2 separate regions of the Triticum aestivum genome follow, and region 1 is linked to region 2. A link is a contact called in public Hi-C data. All regions are on one chromosome and are shown on one strand. Each heading gives the region's core, a stretch centred on a gene start, on an enhancer-like site or on the middle of the called end of the contact. The rest is flanking DNA. Distances are from core to core; before and after follow the strand shown.

Region 1 (2,995 bases), core at 120-2,619, 840 kb before region 2:
CTTTCGGATGGGCTCCCAAGAAAGAAGACGCGCCTTTTTTTATATGAGTAATCTATCATTCCTATTAAGCTGGGATGTCACATACCTTTAGCATGAGCAACCTTATAACTATACATAATAAAGTATATTTCAAAAGATTAGGTTGGTCATCTCGGCCCAAGTCTCAACCTCGTCTGCAAGCACGATCACCATCAAATGCATCACGAATTGTTTGGTTCCGGCCCTAAATACGTACCGTTCGCCACATACATATGAAGAATACAGTTCCGGCCCTAAATTCATACCGTTCGCCACATACATATGAAGAATACAATAATCTTCTCATCCTGATCAATGTGCAAACTAACAGAACGTTTGTGAACTAGGTCCTCGATAATACTCTTCAAGGTTTAGAAATCACTTTTTTCTCTTTTTCAGCACCGTGTGCCAGGCCGCAATCGGCATCCTAGATGCTAGTAGTTAGATCAAAATTGCAAAAGCCATTTTTGTAATAGTTCCACATAGGATCAATGCTAATTAAATCGTACACTAGTTGAGCGAATTAGTGAATATTGCTACAACCAATCAAAAGAGTGGTTGTCAAAATAGCAGGCACTATTTCTAGTCAAATACAAGAGTTTCTTCTCATCTAGATAAAAACCAAGTAGTTGAGAGTTTGTTGCCGGGCCAATATGCCGTCCAAATGACTAGGGTACAAAACCCACATAGCGCATCTATACATTTCCCTTAAAAATAACCAATGTTGTCTTGTACATCTTCTATTACTAAATAGCTACAATACCTATTTTTCTAACCTTGCCACATAAGTAAGTCATACATGCAAGTCATAAATCATTTTTATTTTGCATTACTCTATGCATGCAACGCAGTCATATCATAAATTCATGCATGTTAATTATTCACAGTTATTTTTTGTATTAGATTTTGTACTAGCAATATATGTATTGGGCAATTGCAGCGTATGTATGTAGTTGACCCTTCACATTTTTGTTTTGTTAGAAATGACATTATTTTAACCGTAATTTAATTTGTTTTTATATACTTTGTTTTTTTATTTTTCAGATTACATCTTCTTTTCATTAGTTTTAGAAGTCTTTTATCAACTATTTACGCATTTCTGTTACCAAGATTCCTGATGTACCGCACGGGGCATCATCTAGGTTCTAATATTTTGTAAAGCATATGAAAGGTCTAGAATAACCTTGACCCTTTATTTCTTTTTTTCTCCCGTGAGAAAGAAAGCCAGTAGTACGCAACATAAAATGCGGTGGTTTGCGATTCCAGGGATTTTACAAGGGTGCCGCACGGAGATAGCCTCGGAGGAGGCCTAGAAACCCACAAGTAAAGATAGTGGCTGAGATTTCTCGCGGCGGCGAGAGCGACCCCCACAGCCCCCGGCCACAAACACACCTCCACCGTGTAGCCTCCACGACCCGCAGCATACAGCGAGCCCCGCACCCGAGTACCCGACATCTCGACCCTTCCCTTCCCTTCCTTCGTCACTCGCGCGCGCGCGCACGCACGCACGCACGCTTGTTCCTCCCACTGCTGGCCTAGCTAGATCCCCAAAGCGGAGGAGTTGGCCGGGAAGCTTCGTCCGGAAGCATCGGCCGGTGGCGGCAGAGAGAGGAGCCGCTGCGCCCGGTGCGGCGGTCGCTTGAGGTGGGTGGCAGGGATCGGGGCGGAGATTCCGTTTTGCATGATGAACCGCTGGGTTGTTGATTTGATTTTGTGCACGGGGTGGCTTGGTGCAGGCCGCCGCGCGGAGGGCGGGCGACGTGGCGACCGGGGTTAGCTTGCTGCTCGCCCGAGGTAACCTAGAACTACGAACCATACAAGTTTCCAGAAATTTGTGCTTCCACTGGACGCGACGCGATTGATATATACTCTTAGGTGTGGTAGTTTGTCGACTGAAAACTGTGCAGCAAATGAGCCCACGCTTTTTTGTGTGTGTGCCTGGTCGGTCTCTGTAGTTGCAGTTTTTGATTTCGCGTTGCTCTCCTCCAATGATCGTGGTGCAAAAGCTCAGACTTCTGAGCGGTTGAACTGCACCTGTTCACTGAGAGCTCTGCTGTTGGAGAGGGGGGATTACGAATCAGATCATTTATACCCTTTGCTTAAAGGCAGCACATCTGAGTTTGGCTTCTTCCACCCGGTCTACCGTGTCGTCCAGTGATTATTTTCTTGCTCTAGCCCGTCTTCTGTGCCCTTTTCTTGCTCTAGTTAGTCCTGTCCGTTTTAGTATGGTCATTAGGAATAATATTAATAGTGATTCCATGGTTCAACTTCTTGCAGCTAGAAAACTGTATGGTTGGTGCGTGGGTTTTTTATCTGTTTTCTTTTGGCTGTCATGGGTTTGAGGTGTGCTTTTATCAGATCTTTGATCTAATATGGTGTTGTTGGTGCTCTGAAGTTGTTTGGAAAGAACGTGTGTAAGTTAGGCTTCTGAGTTTGCTATGCAGGGAGAGAACAGCTTGATTTAGTTTATAAGCAGGTGAGTTAAGTTAATTTTGGATTTGCTATGCTGGAAAGGGAGCAACTTAATCTAGTTTAACTAAGCAGGTGAGGTAATTTGACTAAAATACATGCTTTGGTGAATTGTGCTAAGAAGAAAATATATTTTTTGTCTGCTATAAAAAATTCATAGTTTTTTTGGTTGTTGTTATGTCAATACATTTGCTATGATAAATTTCGGTCTGGCTTAAATTCTAGTGTTAGTTTTGGAAAGTCCAGGAACCCTAAAGCAACATATGCGTATTAAGGTATGTTGCAAAAAAAAAATGTTTCTATTAGTATTAATTAACCGTTTTGCTTCCTGGTGAGCTCATAGATCTGTTTGCAGACATACTGTGTTGCCCTTAAATAACGTGTTTGAGATTGTGGGAGATAAACTCATGGATGCTTTTCGCAAAACACACACACACACACACACTCATGGATGCTCCTTCCAAGGCATACTGTTAGTGGAGGTAAAGGAGGTCAATGCGATTTTAGG
Region 2 (3,273 bases), core at 190-2,689:
GTATTTTAATAAAACTTCACCCGCAGTCTTGGGCGATTGACATCATTTTAGGAAACAGAGTGACCGAAAGTGTTGCAAGTGTTATATTATGTGGTTCATGGGCCATTTGGTCGAAGAGGAACACAAGACTTCATGGAGAAAGCATGCGCTCAATTCAACAATCTGTTAACTGATCGCTGGATATGACCACTGATTTTTTTTGAACTGAAGAGGGGTCTAGAACGACCCCGAGCTTTCATTTAACACAAAGCGGTAGAAGTACAAAGCTCCTACAAGGACTTCAAAGTAAAATACATAACAAACAAGCCCCTGACTTTTACATGGAGGACCCCAAACTGAAAGCAAGAAACGCGATCGGGTCCCTAGCAGCCACCGCCCGGATTGAACCTCATCGCCGCCGGGGACGAACCACTTGGCACGAAGAAATCGCCATGGCCGCAACACCTGCACACCATAGCCTCCGAACAACAGCTGGGTCTGCCTCCCACAAGGCACGCACGCCGGGAGGAATGGAGTCGGCTGCCATTCGGCCAGAAGAAGCAGCGAACTAGCGGAGACCGGCAGCCAATCGAGGGCGCCGTCGCTCCACCATGGAATCGACTGCTGATATGCACGAACTCGATCTGCAGGCTTCAAGTATCTGCAACGCCCCCGCTCCTCATCCACCACCAAAGTGACTGGAAAGAGCAAGCAGCAGCAGAGGGCCATCCTCCAGATCAGGGAAGACCTCAGGCTTATTGGGGAAAGAGAGCTCGCACCAGATCCACTCCCATCTGCCTCCATCCACCATGGATGGCCGACCTGGGAGGCTACTGGTGACCACCAAACACTGCCTGGATGTGTTGATGGGGAGCTCAAGTACGGCATAACGCCAGACGCCACGGAGGCAAGACACAACCTACACCTAAAACTAAGACTACTATGAACAGAGGGAGACCGACCACCTAACCCATCCTCACACCGGACGGCAGAGCCGCCGGAGAGAGAGAGGGAGAGGGGCGGCGACGGAGTGCACGAGGAGACTCTCAACAGGAGCAGGGAAGAGATGGAGAAGAGAGCCAGCTTTTCGACCACTGATTTGGCAGCCATTGGAACTGAGAGATATCTCAAGCACATGAAGGCTAGACACAAATGGAAGCCCCCTGATGATCAGTTCATACAAATAGAAGTCGATGCAGCCTTTTAAGAGCAAGATCATACGGGCAGCACAGATTTCGGTGTCCACAATATTGAAGGGAACCTGACAAGGGCACAGTCACTCTGGTATGGAGCAACCGCTAGTGCAATGGCTATGGAAGCCTATGCAATCAGGGGCGGGGTGCAGCTTGCTTGTGATTTGGGTCTTCGGAAAGTTATATCCGGCGGGAGGTCGGTGACGAACCCGACAGGTGGGTCCCACCTGTCGGTGGCTGCAGAGGCGAGCGAGGGGATCAGGCGTACCGCTTCGGCGGGGAAGGCAGACCGTGGACCTAAATGTCGGCTGGGCCGGTCGGTTGGCGCTGGCCCGACGCGGCTGAAGTTTTATTTAATAAGTCAGAGAGTAAAAGTCAGAAAAGAAAAATCAAGGAAAATTTTTTCTAGACAAGAAATATATTAAAATTCTTAGAATAAAACAAAAAAAAATATGAACTATTTTTCATAAGAAAATAAATTACAATTTTTTAATAACTTCAAATTGGATTTGAATTTGATTTTCAAATATTTTGCAAATAGTTTTCTATTCTATTTATAAAAATACTTCTCGATTTTTTTCTGAATTTTGAAGGGTCATGTTTCCTTCACTCAGTATTTATATTCAGAGAATTTTGAGATGATTAGTTGAGACCGATGCTCAACTGGTGATTAACCTTTGGAATTCCTTAGTGTTTGATCGATCAGAAATTGCTGCTACTCTCAGTTTAATCCAAGATCTTAGTGGGAATCCGGAATTATTCCAGTTGGTATTCACATCTAGAGAAGCTAATGAATTAGCACATCTTTGTGCAAAACGATCTAATGCTGTCAGAAGACGTTGCCTGTGGATCAACTACATTCCTAACCTAGTTGATTGTATCACGAAAGATTGTAATCCCACTTAATCTATAAAGCTATTTGTTTCGCAAAAATGCTCCCTCCCCATCACACTTAGCATCAGGGTCCTTGCAAACTGATCGGCCCAGCTGACCATCAGGACGCACTAGGAAAATCAGTCGATCGCCAGTCAAAATCCAATGACTCAATCCAAAATCGGATACCACAATTGATCCGAAGCATATAAGTAAGTAATGAAGGAACTCCATACAACCTACATATCCTTGCCATGGTGAAAAGCATCAAGGAACTGAAGAATATGTGAAGGTAAAATACATGTATATATACTTCGAAAGGGAACTATTAGACGATAGCGATCATACTTCAAACTACAAAGAGTTATTAGCTAACCATGAAGGTACTGACTCAAACTTCAAACATTATACATGGATAGAGTCAACACTGATTTTATGGTTGCAACTAAACATGATTTATGTCATACATGGACGAATCATATCAAACATTTGTGAAAGCACATTCGCTCCCTCGGGTGTTTTGGTAATCAATGTCAACATACATATTACTCCCTCCGTTCCTAAATATAAGTCTTTGGAGAGATTCCACTATGAATCACATACGGATGTATGTAGATGCATTTTAGAGTGTAGATTCACTCATTTTGCTTCGTATGTAGTCCATAGTGAAATCCCTACAGAGACTTATATTTAGGAACGGAGGGAGTATTATACTAATAGTTCTATCTAGAATATTTCAGATAAGTCCAATGATGGTGTGGCAAGGACAAGAGGATGTGGAACCCCTTCTAAATGTGTAGAAAAAATTTGGCTACCCCAAGACTCTATATTTTTGGTTTAGTGATCAAAGATCGCATTGAGTACCTTAAAAAAGCCAATACTATTAAAAGGGGATGAGGTATTGTTGATGAGGTTGTTGCTCAAGTGCTAGGTGATATTGCTCCAAAAACCCTCGATCACTTTCCCAAACCACATCTGTCCAAAACCCTAATCCATCATTTCGGTCCCGCCGATATATTCCATTTCAGACCCACCGAGATGATCCTACTACTGCCACAGCCAAAACCCTAGCTTTTGGGTCTGACCGAAACTGCTCTCGGTCCCACCGAGATGGCCTGACCAAGTTTCTGTGATGAAATCACTTCATCACGGAATCACCGGGTGAAACTGATCGGAATTACAGAAATGTGGTTCAGCCTCTGCCATTGCACTTCGATCTCACCGAGAT

What was found. A called contact is a pair of places that touch in the nucleus more often than the background predicts.
Region 1: a Hi-C map of leaf shows a contact between it and region 2, with 5 times the contacts expected there. The contact joins the promoter of LOC100682474 here to the enhancer-like site in region 2. A contact is called at or near these places in 2 of 5 Hi-C or Micro-C datasets (both in leaf).

The regions. Positions count from the first base shown.
Region 1 is chr7B:331,541,484-331,544,478 of IWGSC CS RefSeq v2.1, reverse strand. It overlaps LOC100682474 (protein LHY), which reads left to right and starts at 1,369. Exons shown (of 12, transcript XM_044578692.1): 1 at 1,369-1,662; 2 at 1,755-1,812.
Region 2 is chr7B:330,704,312-330,707,584 of IWGSC CS RefSeq v2.1, reverse strand. No RefSeq gene overlaps it. Among protein-coding and RNA genes, the nearest start is that of LOC123155460, 390 kb to the right of the region's middle. Within about 2 kb of position 1,439, at least 6 of the 8 cell types and tissues checked have an H3K27ac peak or open chromatin away from gene starts, as enhancers often do. A contact at or near this core is called in leaf, where this site is marked.